Linked DNA regions of Mus musculus: all the other regions are linked to region 3. Evidence: chromatin contacts called from public HiChIP or PLAC-seq data. All regions are on one chromosome and are shown on one strand. The core of a region is the stretch at or near the end of the contact, and the rest is flanking DNA. Distances in the headings are between cores, read along the strand shown.

What was found. HiChIP or PLAC-seq counts read pairs in DNA pulled down with a chosen protein or histone mark.
Region 1: an H3K4me3 HiChIP or PLAC-seq map of bone marrow-derived macrophages shows a contact between it and region 3, with 3 times the contacts expected there. The contact joins the enhancer-like site here to the promoter of Sp9 in region 3. A contact is called at or near these places in 8 of 39 promoter capture datasets (the 3T3-L1 cell line, cranial neural crest, frontonasal cranial neural crest and 4 more), 1 of 484 Hi-C or Micro-C datasets (the N1E-115 cell line) and 10 of 115 datasets of contacts at active chromatin or transcription factors (SST interneurons, bone marrow-derived macrophages, craniofacial prominence and 6 more).
Region 2: a contact with region 3 is called in an H3K4me3 HiChIP or PLAC-seq map of bone marrow-derived macrophages, with 2.3 times the contacts expected there. The contact joins the enhancer-like site here to the promoter of Sp9 in region 3. A contact is called at or near these places in 5 of 39 promoter capture datasets (fetal liver, frontonasal cranial neural crest, hematopoietic stem and progenitor cells and 2 more), 3 of 115 datasets of contacts at active chromatin or transcription factors (bone marrow-derived macrophages, fetal liver and stem cell-derived neural progenitor cells) and 3 of 9 other capture datasets (adipose tissue, liver and macrophages).

What each region holds. Positions count from the first base shown.
Region 1 is chr2:73,037,209-73,039,908 of GRCm38.p6, forward strand. No RefSeq gene overlaps it. Among named protein-coding and RNA genes, the nearest start is that of Gm39850, 30 kb to the left of the region's middle. Within about 2 kb of position 1,318, at least 137 of the 459 cell types and tissues checked have an H3K27ac peak or open chromatin away from gene starts, as enhancers often do. A contact at or near this core is called in bone marrow-derived macrophages, embryonic stem cells and hematopoietic stem and progenitor cells, where this site is marked.
Region 2 is chr2:73,430,648-73,433,347 of GRCm38.p6, forward strand. Wipf1 (WAS/WASL interacting protein family, member 1) reads right to left here. Exons shown (of 8, transcript NM_153138.4): 8 at 1-1,818. The coding sequence ends at 1,763. It overlaps Gm13707 (a long non-coding RNA gene), which reads left to right. Exons shown (of 9, transcript XR_866430.3): 9 at 1-1,219. Among named protein-coding and RNA genes, the nearest start is that of Gm13707, 45 kb to the left of the region's middle. Within about 2 kb of position 1,409, at least 42 of the 459 cell types and tissues checked have an H3K27ac peak or open chromatin away from gene starts, as enhancers often do. A contact at or near this core is called in adipose tissue, where this site is marked.
Region 3 is chr2:73,270,653-73,273,352 of GRCm38.p6, forward strand. It overlaps Sp9 (trans-acting transcription factor 9), which reads left to right and starts at 1,274. Exons shown (of 2, transcript NM_001005343.2): 1 at 1,274-1,439; 2 at 2,473-2,700. The coding sequence starts at 1,419.

The sequences.
Region 1 (2,700 bases), core at 68-2,567, 230 kb before region 3:
ATATCTGTGAGCTTTTCATGACCATTTTGTCTTAGGAGCCAGGGCCAAATAAGGGATTAGGTGTGGAGGTTGTGCCTTTACGAATGGATGAATGTCCTTATCTCGGAAAAGGGGTTACCATAAGAAGCGTTGTGATATAAAACTGAGCCAGACCCTGGTGTTCCTCTATTCTCTTGTTTTGTCCTTATGCCTTCTGCTATGGAGTGACACAGCTCTCAGTCTCTTGCAACATGCCTGTGGCTTCACATCTTTCAGAACCTTGGGCAGACCAGCCCCTCTTCTCTTATAAACTACCCGGTAATGCAGTTATCGCATTGCAAAACAGTCTAAAACTCTAAATAAACTCTACTTGAATCATTCCGGTTAACCTTCCAGTAAAGCTTGTGAGGTAGGCACTATTTTTACTCTCCTCACTTGATAACAGGGGAATGAGTAACTTCCAGGAAGGGCTGAGAATTAGTGTGAACCAGAGCTCCGATTTGACTCCTAAAGTCTTTCTCCAGAGGTGGGCTGTTAACTGTGACTTCTGTGTGATGTCCCGAGGCAATGAGGAAGCATCCAATCCTTTGTCACTAGAAACAAACTTCCGAGTCTGCAATCTGGACTCAGAAGCAGTGAGTGAGGGGTAAGAGGAGAGTGTGTTTCTCTAACAACGAATCTCAGTATCTCCAAGGGCAGGGCAGGAACAGCCGGCGCTCTCTGGAGCAGTCTGACAACCTCAGCACTTCAGTCACGATGCAAGACTGAGCTTTGCTGTGAATCACAGGCCTTGTGGACCTCAGCAGAACAGTCAGTGCCTCTGCAGGTACTTCAAACTTCACACCCCCAACATGGAACTTAGGAGAGAGCGATGCCGGAGCCTAAGACCCTCATCCTTCATGGGTGTTCACTCCAGCGAGCACCACTAAGGACGTATTTCCACAGTCCCCTTCCTCTAGTTATGAAGCAAGACCCACTTTCAGAAGAAGGGACTTTTTGGAAGGGTTGATGAAAGAATCTGACCCACCACCCACCCACCCAGACCTTTCATAACAAAACCCCAGGAATACTCTTGATCTGTGTTTTCTAAGGCGGGGCCTGACCTCACTCAGCCCACAGCCCAGTAGGGTCCCGTCGCCCCCAGCTGTGTGCACCACAGGGCTGGCTTGAGCTGACCTGTCCTAGGCGCTGTCCTCCCTGGGTCTCGCCCCACCCCGGAGCTCCCAGCAGGGAGGGCCGCAGGGTCAGGGCTGCGCCTTCCTGGGACTGACTTGTTGAGCCCAGGCCCACCCCCACGCTCTGGAGGAGGCTCCAAGGCAAGATGAGCCAAGCACAGGAGGGGCGCCTCCCAGCCAACGGGAATATCTGCGGTAGTATGCAGCCCCCCCCTCCCCCCACACACACACTCCCTGAAAAAACGTGACGCAGTTGGGCGGACGTGGAAAGAGCATGAAGACCTGGACCAATGGGGAGAAGTCAGACCCCATTGCACAATGTGAAGGATTTCTTGGTGCTTCTGTGTGGCCCCATGATGGCCCTGCCGTGTGCTGCGAGCTGTCGATGACTGAGAACCCTGGTTAACATTTTTTCCTGGGGTCCTCAAGGCTTCATTGTCCTCAGACAGTGACAGGAATGATTACTAGTTTGAGGAATGGAGAACAAAGTCCCGATAGGAATTTACAGGCAACATTCTAACTTAACTACAATGGGAAACCTAGATAATGTGATCAAAGAAACACATCACCTCTCTCTGTCTCTGTCTGTCTGTCTGTCTGTCTGCCTCTCTCTCTCTCTCTCTCTCTCTCACACACACACACACACACACACACACACACACACGCGCGCGCGCGCGCGCGCGCGCGCTGGAAGTCCCATAACAGAGTAAGTTCCCTGTACTTAGAGTTGCTATGGGGGAAACTGAGATAATGCATTCTGTAACAAACAGTTAATAGCATACAAATTACAAATATAAGCCATCACCTCATCATCAGAGATCTGTGCAAAAAAGAAAGAAAGAAAGAAGAAAAGAAAAGAGAAAACAGAAGAGAAAAACAGCAGGACTGCATCGCTTCGACAGTGGTTTTCCCAAGCTGATTTTGACACAGGGAGAAACCAGGAGTCCACTGGACTGTCCAAACATTCTTGCAAAATTGTCTTAAACCACGATGCTGTTAGTTCACTGTCAAAAAAAAAAAAAAAAAAAAAAAAAAACAAAACCTAGCTTGCTGCAATTTTACTAAAATATATCTGGGGAGAGGGATGTTACAAAATCAAACATCAAATACTGGGTGTCAAAATAATGAGAAAGGAAATGATTAGGAAACCCTCGGTTAAATGGGGTAAAACAGGGTAACAGGATCTTGGATGGTTTACTACAGAACCTCCAGAGCCTAGGCTATGTGCACTTTGACCCTGAACCATGCCTGTCCTTACTCATTGTCCTTCCAGCAGCTTGGACTGATCTCCTATTAGGGTGCCTGGAACTTCAGGCCTCCTGCACACACTATCACATTAACTTCTCAGGGTTAGGACCAGGGTAGGGATGTCTTATCTGGCCTCTATGAGCTCAGTATATATACCATACTCATATCCTACGCTATACCCCCCCCCACACACACACACAACCACACACACACACTCTATGATAATAGTATGTGCTGACATCTCTAGGAAAAGATCTCACTGTTTCAATTATAATTTCTGTGATGACTATAATTTCAT
Region 2 (2,700 bases), core at 159-2,658, 160 kb after region 3:
AAATGGTGGAGGAGAAGGGAGGAAAACTACTCTCTAAAGAACTAGGTCTGGGCTTTGGCAAGGAAAGTTATAAAAATACAATATATTCAAATCAATCACTTTATAATTTATTAGACTTTTCATCTATTAGAACTCCTAAGTTATGCTTTTATATAAACGAAACAATCATTCTATAAATAGGAATGTCTTTCCATTTTTCTTTGGATTGATTTTTTTTTATTAGCATCTTTCAGCAACATGTGACAGCAACATGTGAGCAATACGCTGGACCCAAAATACAAAGTTCAGGTAGGTACACATATGTGGCCATGTGCTTTAATAGACAATGGTAACATTAAACATGATTATATAAAACATCAAAATGGAAATCTTTTTCCAACTCTACAGCTAGGTTTGAAAGTCCCAGTAAAATGTTGTAAACAAAGTCATATATATAAAAAAGGCAAGCCTGGCCCTTTTTGTGATCCATCCTTTAGTGGAACTTACTTGCACAGATCCAAGACAATGATTCTCCCAAGAAATTCAACACCAATGCTTTCTAGGTTCCACTGGTAAGCTCCTTAATCTACTTGACCCCAGTCGGTTGTGTAGAGCTCTGCCCATCATCAACGCTATCCTCTTCTCCCATAGTTCTGATACATTCTCTGACTTTCTTCTCCTATCTTGCCCTACTAGCCTTTCCTGACCTGAGGAAGGAGTTTTCTCTGGGGTGGAGGACTGAAGAGCCACAGAAGATGCGCAAGGCCAGTGACCAGCAGTGCACAAGCCAGCTGGTTCTAAGCCAGGGAGTACCCACACAGTTTTGTTTTCTTGCAGTGGAGTTTGCAATCCACTGTAAACGGGACTGTAAACTCTACTAGATACATTTCTCACTAAGATACTTTGAAGAAACACCTGGACATACATATTAAGGACAAAGGCAGAATAAGGGTCAAAAATCTAAGGTCTCACTGCCTGCCAAACATTGTATCAAGTTCTGACTCCGTCTTGGGACATCTCCTGAATTGCTAAAACTCAATTTGCCTTTTTAGGCACAAGCTGTCCTAACTCCTGTCTTCCAGACCGTCTGACAGTGTGGTGCTGAGGCCGGTGTGGACACTTGAAATCTGGCAGTGTGCTTGTTCCAAGTACAGAATGGTTACTCGAGTGTGAGGACTTAGTACCAAAAATGTAAATAGCTCATTAATAATACAAGTCGAAGTGATATTTCAGATGCACAGTGCTGAGTAAAATGCAATTCTTTTCATCTGTTTCCTTCTACCTTTATAAAACATAGCTGCTAGTCATTTTCAGACAGGGTATGGGGCTCACATTATGTTTCTTTTAAGACAGCTCTGTCCTGGAGCCTTCCTCAGACAGCCGAAGATCGGACGTTCTGTAACCACAGGGCTTGCTCGCAACTCGCTTGGGCGGTGTGGTTCGTGGAAACAGGCCAGAGGCCATGTGAGCAAGAAAGGCATAGAGAAAACCAGCTCTCAGGGGATTTAACAACTACAGTCTGTTGCAAAAAAGCAGTGGATGTCTGACCCTGGCAGGCTGCAGCTGATACAAGCAATAGCTCAGGAATATATACAACATAAACAGCTAGGCGCTTCTTTCCCCGATCCCCACCCCCACACGCAGGGATCCCCTCCTCAGCTTCCGTTCCTCCCTCCTACTCTCTCTGGGGGGGGCGTGGCAAATCGAGAGGAGGGGTGTGCAGTTTTCAAACAGCAACAACAGAAGCAGCTTTGGAGCTTGGGTAGAACGGAGCAGGCAGAGATCACCTCGGGATGGGAGGAAGGGGTGGGGCGCCCCTTTCTCTTCTGTTGGATCCACCTTGATGAAGAAAGCAGATAAAATATAATTTTGGTTAGATGCTTGTACTGGCTGGTTTTGTGTGTCAACTTGACACAGGCTGGAATTACCACAGAGAAAGGAGTTTCAGTTGGGGAAATGCCTCCATGAGATCCAGCTGTGGGGCATTTTCTCAATTAGTGATCAAGTGGGGAGGGCCCCTTGTGGGTGGGACCATCTCTGGGCTGGTAGTCTTGGGTTCTATAAGAAAACAAGCTGAGCAAGCCAGGGGAAGCAAGCCAGTAAGTAACATCCTTCCATGGCCTCTGCATCAGCTCCTGCTTCCTGACCTGCTTGATTGAGTTCCAGTCCTGACTTCCTTTGGTGATGAACAGCAATGTGGAAGTATAAGCTGAATAAACCCTTTCCTCCCCAATTTGCTTCTTGGTCATGATGTTTGTGCTTCTAAGCAGCCTTGACTTCAGCTGGTATTCAGCTGCTCAAAGGCTGGGCACCCACTGACCAACGGTTACTCAAGAGCTGTGTGCTGAGAGGGACTCAGCAGGCCCTGAGCTTCTCTGAGGTACTGTGCTAGGGTGCTGTCTGACTCGAGGCATTAATTCCGAGGCTTAGGTCTCTGCGAGTCTGAGTCTCGTTCGAGCCTAATGCCCATCAGTAGCTGTTTTCCATATTCCATGTTAATTTTCTCTCAGTTCCGTGCATACTTTGGTGTGAAATTCCATGCCATTCTTTTTCTTAGTCCTGTACATATTTTGCTGTGAAATTCCAATGTTTCTATTCTACCTCTTGGTTCACATTTCTTCTCCAGCAGGGAGAAGATGATGCTGCAGGCAGCATGCACGTTAGCAAGCAAGGGGAGACGATCCAAATGTGCAATGCTGGCAAGTTCTTGTATGAAGACTT
Region 3 (2,700 bases), core at 24-2,523:
TTTGAAGATGCTTCCAGCTTGCAGAAGGCGGAGGCGCCCACGTGTGGCCTGGCTTTCGCAGACTCTCTCGGTGAAGGCTCCGGAGAGGTCCTCCAAAGGCTGTGTCAGCAGGGTGCCTGATGAAGATGAGCCTTCCTTTGGAGTCCCTTGGCCCTGAAGACGGAGTTTCTAGGCCCTAGCAGTCTGCAGTGGAGATAGTTTGAATCTGAAGCAAGAAAAATGACTCTATAAACATCCCCTAAAACTCGACTTCAACCTGAAATCCGACATGCAAATCTCCACCGGGTTAAACAAACAGCGGTGCAAGCTGCAGCTTCGGCGGGGGTGGCGGTGGGGGGGCGGACGCCGCTCGCGCCGGTCTCCGTTTCCAAAGTTGTTACAATGTGAAAATAAGCGGCTTCGTGCAGAGTGTTGTATGGGCTGATGCTTCCCACCCCCACGCCAGCCCCCAGAAAAACCTGGCAGATAATCAGCACGTCCCACTGTTTAGTCATATTTGACAACTGGGTTAACCTGGTATCTAGGCGCTGGCGAAGCCATACAAAGGGTGCCCTCAATTACCACCAGGAGCTTCTGGTGTGATAGGCACTTGTATTACCCCCTGGGTCAGAGGCCAGAGCGACAATTAGGAAGTCACTTAGACCGCTGGAGGGAAATGGCGGGATGCAGCAGGCTCTGGGCTCTCCTAACAAGTCTGTGGGTGTAGACCTGCCTGGAGAGGCCCAGCTGTCCTTTGCGCCCTCTGCTCAATAGGACTCTGAGTATAAAAAGAGTACGGTGGGAGCAGGAATCTGGGAAAACGACCACGACAAGGATAAATCCATCGCAAGAGTGATGGCTACAAGTTCAAGTTCTTCGCAGCAACAACGTGTACACACAAAGTGAACGCAGACCATTTCTGCTTGTGCCCTAGGCCGGGGTGTCCCTCTCCTGCTTCTTTCCCACAAGTGGAGAGTGAAGACTGTCAGCCCTACGTAGCAAGGTGGCCAGGGTGGTGGGAGTGGTGGGGGCCTGCGGCTTGGTCTCAACAGTACTTAAACCTGGCTTGGTACGTGAGTGTGTGTAAATTTTTAATTGCACTGTAATTTCTTCTGTCCCTAGCCCGCCCCCCTCCCACCCACGCCCGCAGACTTGACTGGCACGCGCCAGGAGCCCGGGCTCGGGCCCCTCGGAGCGTCTGATTGGCTGCGGGGCAGCTCCCGTCTGCTCTGCCTGCGCCCTCATTGGGCGAGAGGCGCAGCCAGCGGCACTTCAAAGCGGGTGCTCCTCGCACTTAGGCTGAGTTTTGCCGGCGGGAGCCCAGAGTCCGCTCGGCGCGAGCGCGGGACGCGGGAGCCGCGCGGGACCTGAATCGTGATTCCCAGCAGCCGCCAGGCTTAACACCGCTCCGGGCCTCGCCGCGCAGCCCAAAACCTGCTATGGCCACGTCTATACTTGGGGTAAGTGAAAAAGACTCGCTGCAAAGGCTTTGCTCATTTTTGTTTGTTTTGTTTTTGTGTTGTTGGTGGTGGTTTTTTGTTTTTGTTTTGTTTTCTTATGGCTTCTCTGGGCCAGAATCTCTCAAGAAACTGTTGCTATACCACAGCTCTGGTTTCCTTTTAGCATTTTCTACATTTCTGGAACCGATCTTTTCAAGTTATTGGAACCTGGGACCTTTTGCCTTTGCAAGAAAAGAATGTCTTAAGCAAGTTCCCTTTTAACTGGTTTTTGAGGCAAAGCCGAATGTTTCTTTTCTTCCCTTCTTGATTTTAACATCACTCCCCCACTCCCAACCCCACCCCCCGCCACTTGGTTTGGGGGTTGTTGCATTACATTACAGTGTTTTCTGGAAAGTCTTGTTTTGCAGGCCACGAAGTTACATTAATAAACACTTACATTAGCGTGGCTCCCCAGTTTGCCCTTGACTTTGAAAGCCGCTTATACTTGGATTCTTTTTGTAATCGTGTGCGTTGTGTAAATATCAAAACTACGTTTCTGAACTATAAAAGAAAATAGCCAAGTCGTAGCCACTCATTCGAGGAATGTTCTAAGAGTTTCTTCCAGCACTGGGTGGCTGTTTTGGCCACCACCCCCCGCCCTCACCCGTTATTTCTTGTGTGTGTTTACCTTCGTGCTACACCCGGAAGGGCGACTTGGGAGCTTCTGGGAGATGAGCGGGCTTATGGCGTCAACCCAAGTCTGATTCTAGACAAGGGTGGCAGCGAACGAAGTGGCGAAAACCGAGGCATTTCTGATCTATAGTCTCACTGAGGAACAACTTTCCTACTCGCTCGTGGTCGCCTCTGTCCTGCGCGGGGCGCGGCGCGTCCCCCGCCAGCGTGCGGGGAGGAGGCGCGAGCCGGGGTGCCAGGGCCCTCCGGGATCTGCGCGGGGGGAACGAGGCTGCTCACCGGTGCACTTTGTGTCTTCCCCCACTTCTCCCTGCCCTCCTCCTCCTCCTCCTCGCTCCCTCCTTCACCCCACCCACTCTAGGAAGAGCCACGCTTCGGAACGACCCCGTTGGCCATGCTGGCGGCGACCTGCAACAAGATCGGCAACACGAGCCCCCTGACGACCCTGCCCGAGTCCAGCGCCTTCGCCAAAGGCGGCTTCCACCCCTGGAAGCGCTCCTCGTCCAGCTGCAACCTCGGCTCCAGTCTCTCCGGCTTCGCTGTGGCCACGGGCGGCCGCGGCTCGGGCAGCCTGGCGGGTGGCTCGGGA